Linked DNA regions of Mus musculus: region 2 is linked to region 1. The links are chromatin contacts, called in public HiChIP or PLAC-seq maps. All regions are on one chromosome and are shown on one strand. The core of a region is the stretch at or near the end of the contact, and the rest is flanking DNA. Distances in the headings are between cores, read along the strand shown. Region 1 has its middle 120 kb from the start of Tex29. Region 2 overlaps Sox1ot (Sox1 overlapping transcript).

Region 1 (4,497 bases), core at 1,367-3,866:
AACGTGCTGAGCTAAACCAGTGGCAGCCCTCACAGGGCTACTTCAGGAGCATGCGTAAATTACCTAAAGGTGACTGCATCACCAAAAGGCCCATCCCAGTCCTAAGATACAGCCTTGGTCTGAAGCTCATGGAGTTCACTTCCCAGTGAACCCTCTGCAGAGAGAAAGAGAGGCCCATGGCTTCCTGGAAAGAGACTCTTGGGTAGAGAAGGACCCAGGGCCCTTGTGGGGGAAGGACGCACGGCTGATAGGTCCAGTGTCAGGATGGACCCAGGCCTCAAGAGAAGCCAGGAAAATAGTGATGGGAAATATGAAAGGGCGAGGTGGGCATGTTCTCTCAGAGCAACCTGCGTGGAGAGCTGGTATTGATGTGTTTATAAAAAGAGAAAGAGAAAAGGGGGGATATGTTCTATGGAGGTATGGGGGAAGGGGGTGCCTCAGTGGGCCCATGCCAAGGCGTCCCTTCCCCCTGAGGGACCGGCCACATGGTAGTATAGTATAGAATAGAGTTTATTCAGGGTATGGGGAGGGAAGTAGAGGCAGAGAAAGGCAGAGAAGGAGAGAGTAGAGAAGTAGAGGCTGGCCATGAGCACATGGGGAGAGACGGGGTGGGGGGGTGGCGGGGGAAAAGGAATGGGGAAGTGACAAGGGGACAGAGTGGGAGCAATAAGGGAAGAACAAGAGGGCAGGAGAGATAGGAGGGGGCAAGCAGCCCCCTTTATAGTGGGTCAGGCCCAGACTGTTGCCAGGTAACTGTGGGATGGAGCTTAGACAGAATGCTAACAGGTATTCCTTGTAAACGCAGTTGTTGATGTCCACATCTGTGCTGTGAATACCAAGTGGGCTGGTCATAGTAGCAGCCCTGTGTAGGGCAGAGACAGGCCCAAGCAGCCAGCCCCACCATCTTTCTACAGGACCCAGATCTGAGCAGGCAGCTCCATGGCCTTAGGACGTATCTTAGCAGGCAGCTGGCACCGCTAAGGACTCAGAGTAGGGAGGGTGGAGCCAGGCTTGATCAGAGCCCTCCAGCTGACCAGAGGTGCCTTGGGATTTTCTTCATCTACTTTAGAAGTCTGGGAATCCAAAGATAAATTCCAAATGTTGAATCCCAGTGGAATCAGGGTGATACCATGGGAGGGATATGGTGGGGTTCTCTGCATGTAGCTGTGATGGGGGCTGGAGATGAGTTGAGTCGACAGTTCTTTCTTCCATGGCCCCTTTCTCATGTGTGTTCTAATGTAAATGTCACAGCATTATTGTAAACCACCCAGAAAGGCTTTACATGCGAGCAAGTGACCACAGTAGTCATGCCATGAGCACCCACCCCTGTGGTCTGACTTAAGTGCATGAGTGGAGGTAGGGACAGCTATATCCAGGCTGTTTGCTCTTTGGGTCACCTGTTTATTAACATATCTTTCATAGTGGATTGGAATGTGTTGTCCTTTAGTCTGAGAGTATCAATCACGGCTGGGCTACTGGTCATGGGAACTTCTTTCACTGTAACATGGTGCCAGTATAGACATAGGTGTGTGCGCTGCACCCTCTCAGGATTCCACCAAATGCCTGACTACATGTTCCCATGATGCTCGGCATGGCTGGTGGGACATCCTGTCCATCCTGTCCATCCTGTCCCGGTGTGAGCCTTTCCCCATCAGCTCAGCTCCCTCCTGCCTTGTGAGGGGCAGAGGCCCCGGGGAATCCCTACTCCAGATAAGTTTCTCAAAGGCTTCTGTTGCTATGGGAACGCTACTGCTGGCCGCCAGGGTGCTGGGTCTGAGACCTGATCCACAGGGTGTTGTTCACAGGGGATAGGACGTGGTTAGTTCTGTCTGCTCACTAGAGGAGGGGGCAGTGGTGGACTCTAGGGCTCTGGTGGGCCTGTATGTCCGTCCCTGTCAGGTCCTGAACGTCCCCCCTCCTCCCTGTCACTCAGAGCCACAGTCTGTGGTGTGGACATATTAAATCTAGAACCGATCTTTCTGCTTTAGCTGGAAATTGTGAACACTTTTTAAAAAAGATTAAATTTCTGGCTAGCATACAAAGAAATGGGCTTCCTTGCTATGGCCTCATGGAGAACCATTTTCTGCTTTGCTTTTATGTATCCACCCCTCTCCTGGGCCTCTTCTCTCCCTCCTTCTGATCTCCTTCCCCAGTCTGCAGCCACATCACGTCTTCATTTAGCATCCCTGTTTCTCTCCCCTCCCTTAAGATCTCTTTCTCTACTTTTGGAGTCCCTTTTCTACATTCATGTCAATTTATCTCTCTGCCTACCTATCATCCATCTATCCATCTATCCATCCATCCATCCATCCATCCATATATCCATCTATCCATATATCCATATATCCATCCATCCATCCATCCATCCATTCATATATCCATTCATATATCCATCCATTCATATATCCATCCATTCATATATCCATCCATAAATCCATCCATAAATCCATCCATAAATCCATCCATCCATCCATCCATCCATCCTACCTACCTACCTACCTATCTAAACAGGTATACATTTAAATCAATTTTTTACAGAGTGAAGTTTCTCGTCTGGCCACCAGATGTCAGCATAATTCCTCTTAAAATAAATGTGCAGCAGGGCCAGTTGATAGTGAGCAGTGATGGCTGGAGCTTGGTCTCTTAGGAAGCAGGAAGGGGACTGGGCTCATGCGCACCCTGTCCCTAGGTTCTGGAAAGCTCCAAAGGGTCCTCAAGTCACCTGTCTTGCAATTATGCCAAGCTCTGGGCACTTGTCATGCTGGCACTGAGCAGAAGCAACTGTGAGGGTGAAGAGTCTGACGCAGGAGCCCCTCCCTCTAATGCAGGAGCCCCTCCCCTGCTTCTCCCAATGTACATCTTCCTCACTGCCCTCTGTCACTTGCTTCCATAAATACTAGGAGCCCCTCCCCCAACTCCTACCACATCTGCCACAGCTTGGTTCACCTTGTCCACTTTAAGCTAGAGACAGGGATAATGGACTGTGGGAATGGGCATGGGGTCCCGTACAGAGTGGGAATGCCTGGACTGGAGTGAGAGAGGCAGATAGGCCTCACAGGCAATCCCCACATTCCTGATCTGTCATGATGTCTGGTTCTAGATTGTTCTTTATTGCTCGCAGCAAGTTTTCAAACAGCGTAACCGGAAGCACATGAGTCCGCTGACTTCAACAGTATTGTATAAGTACCCACAAGACTGACCTAGTCCTCGACCGCTAGCAATGGTGGGCTGTGCTGTCCCAGCCCCGAGGTGGGGAGGGAAGCGGGATGACTAAATGGCCAGAGTTTACAGCAATCACAACTGGCTCCAAACTCTGACCTGCTGGCTATCAGTCACCCTAGAAAGTTTGTCAGCCATTCCTTTACGCCTCTCTAAAGCAGCCGTGGTAGTGGGTCTGAGCACAGTCATAACCTGAAGGAGGGGTGTGTAGGAGAGAAAGTCCAAGCAGGGGTGAAGCTGGTCATGCTGCAGCTGCCAGCCACTGGCCTGGCTGCTCTGAGGATGCCCAGGGGCTCTACATACAAATCTCCTGAATAGAAACTGGTTATTGGAGTACTCATATAGCAATAAAAAACAGACTTGCCCAGCAGTGAGCTGGCTCTGAACTTGAGGTCTCAGGGGCTGTAGAAGGGAGCTGGGTCACAGTGCATATTCTGGGAACACCCCACCCTCGGGCCCAGGTCCTACCCGAGGTGTCTGCCTTTGGGGGATGGACAGCCTTGCAGGGTCTGTGCTCATGCAAGATGATGGAGTCCCCAGTGGCCGAGTCCTCCTGGGCTGGCCATCTGCCCTGGGCTCTCTACAGCCCCTGGCTACCTGCAGCAATGGGAGTGAGCACAGAGAAACCTGCCTCCTCCTCTCCTGGAGCAGTGAACCGATCTCTCTGATATGAATGCCAAATCAAACCCTGAAATAGCACCTAAGCCGAGGATGAGGTATTTTAGGAATAATATAATCACACCAAAAAAAAAAAAAAATCCAAATGCATTTTCTCTCTTGCCTCTCTCCTTAGCTTCACCGTTTCAGACTCACAGAGTGTTTTGGGTTTGTTTTGATTTACTTTTTTTTTTTTTTTTGTTCTGGTTTTGAGGAAAGGAAATTTTTACATTAAAATCTCTGGCAGTGTCTTCTCTCCTCCTTTGGTGACAATGAGGCGCTGTTCTCTGGGAAGAGAGAGCTTTGTCCTTCGAGCTCCTGCAGCTTTGTCCTTGCAGCTGAGCTGCAAGAAGCCATTAGACCTTCCTGTTTCTAGTCTGGGCTAAGCTGGGTAGGACAGGGAGTCCTGCGGGGTGACTGTGAGCAGTGGTATTAGGATAGCTGCCCCTGGCCAGGGTCCCTGGGTTGTGTGGTTAACAGGAACCAGGTCACCTTAGAAAGGGGATTTGTGGGACAAAGCCAGAGCCAGTCTGTCCTAGTGACCCTAGAGTGGGTAAGGCCCCGGGCAGTGTAGGTAAGATGTGCGGAACAAGCAGGGTAGATGCATCTCTTCCCTCTGAA
Region 2 (4,497 bases), core at 989-3,488, 470 kb after region 1:
CCTTGATCTTCTGCACTTGCTGCCCTAAATATGGGTAATTAGCATCAGTTTATCGCGCTTCTGCATATTTCCTGCACTCTCCAAACACGCGAGCTTCCATTGGCTGCCGTTCTGCTACAGGAGATTATGAAGACAGATTGCACAGAACGAATGTGCTAAACCAGATTAGGAAGGAATAGAAATAGCAACTTGGCCAATAAATTCCTCGTGAGAGCCTTATCACGCAATTACACGTTGACTAGCTTCACACTCTCCCAGCCTCTTAATCCAGTGCCCCCACCAGGAATAAAATTTCACTCATTTCTGAATTGCCGCAGATCCTCCTGACTTGTCGCTGAGAGTGGCTGGAATGAGTGGGGTTGCAGGAGACATGGAGCCGAACTTTACAATGAAAAAAAAAAAAAAGTAAACTTTGATTGTCAGCGTGGGTGGCTTGCGCGAGTTGGGATGTTCAAAGTGGCTCAGAGCCTCTGAGTGAGCATGTACAGTCTGGGTTCCCAGTCAGGTAACTTTGCTCTGAGTCCCACATTTCCTCCTGGTCTGTCTGAAAGGGAGGGCTTCCTCACTAGTCCGCCGGCCGCTGCGAAGCATGGTTGACTGCAGAACGGTGCGCCAGCTGCAGCTCCTTCCGGTGGACCTGAAAGTAGCCAGAATCCTCCTGATTAGCAATTCTGGGACACTCCCTCCACCTCTGTAAGTTCAGTTCCCTCCTTGCTCAGACAGGCTGTCTCTCACACCCTCTCAAGTGCTCTAGCCCCCTCTGCACATTAAGGTGTATAAATAGGAAAATTCCTGCCCACTCTGCACCGTAAGGATTGCAACCAAGAGCACTGTAATAGGGCTGCTACAGGAGGAGCTTGATTCTTGTTCCTCCCTGCCTGTTAATGTTATTCTCCCCAGGGCTTTATAATAAGTTAGGTATTTAAAGAGGCCCATTAAGCCTTTCGATCTACCAGGGGACTATTTATAGCACAGAGCCACAGTCAGACATCATGAGTACCCCCCACGGAAGCAAGGTACGGCAGCAAGAACCCCACAGGACTGAGCTTCTCTTGGCTAGAGGGCATACATGGACATCTGGATCAAACAAGAGCCGAGTAGCTGTGCTCCCAGAAAAGACTTCCTGTTCAGGGTGGAAGGAATTCATTAGCTATGAAAATCCAGAGCCATTGTGAGGCAAGTTTTTAATGTGTCCATCACAATATGGCCTCTGCTTTCTATTCTCTGGGAGGTTCTTACGGGGCTTTGCTAAGTTAAGGGTCTCCTGAGTGATACAGAGAAAGGGTTCTAGTTTTCCTTTCTGAAACTTGAGTTCAGATCAGCATCCACAAAGTAGACACTGGCGGTGCCTCTGTCTACAGGGACACTGCACGCACTGTTTCTAGAACCTACTGTGGCTTCCCAAGGAGGAGCCCTCCCTTGACGAGCAGCCATCCAGAATCCAGGTATACCTGGACCTTGAAAAGGATGGTTTTGCCTTTTGCAGGCTGTCTGGTCTTTTGTTGACTGGTAAGGATTTTGTTTTGCAGAGAGGAGCCTTCACTAACCTTGAGTGGGAGAGAATCAGCCAGGGCCTCTGCGGCACATGGAAATACTTGTCTTAAGTAGTTGGCTCTTAGAAATCACAGCCCAGATGCCTGAAGCAGAAGGAGAAGCACCTGTAGTGGCTGTCACCCTGCAGGCACCTCTGTTACTGGAGTCACCAAGAAACGGTATTACGGGAGTCTTGGAAGTGAGAGTGCTCCTCTAAGGAGAGACCCAGGAACCTGTTGCTAAGGGGCCAGCATGCAGGGTCCCTGCTGGGCCTGCATAGAAGGAGCCCGGTGCTTAGTGGTTCCTTCCTGAAGCCTAGGCTAAGGATTCTATATGGCTTCATCCTCCGCTCTACTCAAGCAAAGACAAGCTTCAACTGCTGGGCCTAAGGCACATGGAGCTCAACTCAACAACTGGGAATGGAGGACCCCTCCAGAGACCCAGAAGACCCCCGCCCGGGGGGGGGGTGACATCAGTTGGGGAGCTATTAATAACTGCCCTCCCCTCCCTGTCATATTTCCTGAACTGGTGAGCTTTGTGGAGGGGTGGAGTAGGAGGGAGCCGCTTGCCATTAATCTGGGAACAAACAGCTAACCCCGGTGACTGGTATTTTTCCTTTTCTTTTCTCACTTTTCTCAGTGTGGGGAAGGCGATTGTGAGGCGCTCTGCTGGAATTTGGCAGCGCGGAGGCTTGGAGAGCAGCCCCATGCTGGCTCCTATTCAGCCGGCCAGTTTTCCTCGAGCTTTGGAAGTTTCACTCAGCCGTGCACTCAATGGCTTCACAAAGCTGATTACAAGCTTCAGCGCATTCCTGAAGGAGCCAAAAGCGACGCAGGTGCAAACGAGCCGAGGGAGCCCCTTATCCCGGTGACAGAATGGGACAAGCTGGGAAAGGCTTGGACCACACAAATCCAAGGCTCACCAGGCAGCAGAGAGCCTGCCTTGGGAACCGGGGGTCATTATCCGCCCTATTCAGCGGGACCGGGGACCCTGGGGCCAAGGAGGCCGGCCGGGCGCAAGCGCCACCGCCAGTACGCGCCTGCAGCAGTGGGGACCCCGCTGGGCGTTGCAACCCGTCGGGATGTTGGGCGCTGCGTTTGTTCCCACCGACAGCGGTCAGCGAAATCCATCCTGCGGGTGAAAGCCGGTGTCCAGGCTAACCGGGATACAGGAGAAGGAGGGTAGCGAAGATGCTCAGTGCGTGGACAGTGCGTAACTTTGGTAATCGAGGCCGCACTGACGTGGTCCTGCCTCAGGCCACTCTCAGCCCCATCCTATCCCTGCTCGGGCCCGGTCCCCCTCAGCTTGTCTTCATTTTTCGTCTCTATGAGTCATACTGAGAGCGACCTTCAGAAAGTGCGGTGGGTGGCGGTGGGTGGGTGGGTGGGGGGTTCAGGGGCGGGGAATACTGGCTGGTAGCCCCGCAGGATCAGATCACCAGGTTGTCCAGTGCACCCTGCGGGGCAGTGGCGAGCCTGGAGAGCCGCCTCTGCCTGGGAGAATTAACGACGTCACAGCCAGAGACGAAAGAACTACAGGTCGCGGGGACAGGCTGGCTCCCAGGGTAGAGCTTGCAAAAGGGACGAGCGTGGGACAGACTGAGGTGGGACTGTTGTAGTTCAGGGGCCGGCCGATCCGGCTCCGTAGGCTGCCCCTATGTCCCTCCCTCGCCCCATCCAGGCCAGCACAGCACGAGTAACGCCAGCCTAGAGCCCTCCCGCCGCGTCCTCCCACTCCCGGCCCCACGTCTCGAAGCCACAGCCCAGCCCCACGCTTTGCCCGGCTGCACCCCGAGGTGCCCGCGTGCAGGGCGCGGGCCGGCAGGGCGCGCTTGCCGACGCTCTTTTGTCTGATAACTAATTTGAGTTAATGCGATCTTTATGTAAAGCTAACAGCGGATAATTGTCTATTTTCTCGCCAACAGTCTCCATCACAGTCACTTATCTGGAAACCTGCGGCTGGATTAATCGCTATATTCCCAAGATGAGCGGTGCTGCAATCCGCAGTGAACACGGGTGGGAACACGGAAGCTTCCCCTAGGTTCTTGCGGGGGCCAGCAGCTGGCCAGCTCCCTGCAGTGGATGCTGCACAGTAGCTAGCACCTGTTTGGGCTCGGGTTGGGGGTCTACGAGCACTTAGGCGCACAGAAGATGTGGAAGAGAGGAAGGAAACAGGCCTGTGGGGACTCCGGCCTGAGAGAGGTTGATTAGCTCCCAGTAAAGGCACAGAACTGCCTATATAAAGAGCTTTTTAACCTGAAAATGATGCTGCTGAGTCTTCAGACCGTGGTCTATTCAGATGCAGAAAAATGTTCCCTCCCATCTTGATCTCCCAGCCTCACCCCTACCACACCCACAGCTACTCCTTAGGCCCCTCCCCTGGAATTTTCTCCTTCGGGATCCTGGTCCTACAAGGGTTAGTAATATTTACTTAGGAACTGTGGGCGTGGAAATAAATCCTAGTTGTTCAGCCCCTTGCCCTACCTGTTCCAGTTAAAGACGGTGGGTTGTACCCAGGCAGTGGTGGCGCACGCCTTTAGTCCCAGCACTTGGGAGGCAGAGGCAGGCGGATTTCTGAGTTTGAGGCCAGCCTGGTCTACAGAGTGAGTTCCAGGACAGCCAGGGCTGTACAGAGAAACCCTGTCTCAAAAAACCTAAAATATAAAATAAAATAAAATAAGATGGTGGAGTGTGTGGTGCCAAAGCTCTAGGGAGAATACTTGTCTACAAAAACTTTCTCTGCTGAGGTCAAAGCATCAGCTTCGAGGGAACTACCACTTGGTGTGTGAGGTCTCTGCGCCTGGGCAACGGTGTCTCTGTAGGTGTGAAAGCTGGGCATCAGCTTGTGACAGCTTTAGGCCACAGAAGCCGAAACTGTGCGCCTCCATTTTGTCAGCATATTAAACATCCAAGAGTGACCACCCATTGGTCCATCACATTATTAGATTGTTAGATTAGGTGGTAC

The links. HiChIP or PLAC-seq counts read pairs in DNA pulled down with a chosen protein or histone mark.
Region 2: an H3K27ac HiChIP or PLAC-seq map of embryonic brain shows a contact between it and region 1, with 9 times the contacts expected there. The contact joins two enhancer-like sites. A contact is called at or near these places in 9 of 115 datasets of contacts at active chromatin or transcription factors (craniofacial prominence, embryonic basal ganglia, embryonic brain and 6 more) and 1 of 9 other capture datasets (embryonic stem cells).

The regions. Positions count from the first base shown.
Region 1 is chr8:11,954,630-11,959,126 of GRCm38.p6, forward strand. No RefSeq gene overlaps it. Among named protein-coding and RNA genes, the nearest start is that of Tex29, 120 kb to the left of the region's middle. Within about 2 kb of position 2,617, at least 12 of the 459 cell types and tissues checked have an H3K27ac peak or open chromatin away from gene starts, as enhancers often do. A contact at or near this core is called in embryonic brain, where this site is marked.
Region 2 is chr8:12,427,978-12,432,474 of GRCm38.p6, forward strand. It overlaps Sox1ot (Sox1 overlapping transcript), which reads left to right. Exons shown (of 8, transcript NR_027975.2): 5 at 1,530-2,061; 6 at 2,173-2,754; 7 at 3,458-4,446. Among named protein-coding and RNA genes, the nearest start is that of Sox1, 35 kb to the left of the region's middle. Within about 2 kb of position 2,239, at least 69 of the 459 cell types and tissues checked have an H3K27ac peak or open chromatin away from gene starts, as enhancers often do. A contact at or near this core is called in embryonic brain, where this site is marked.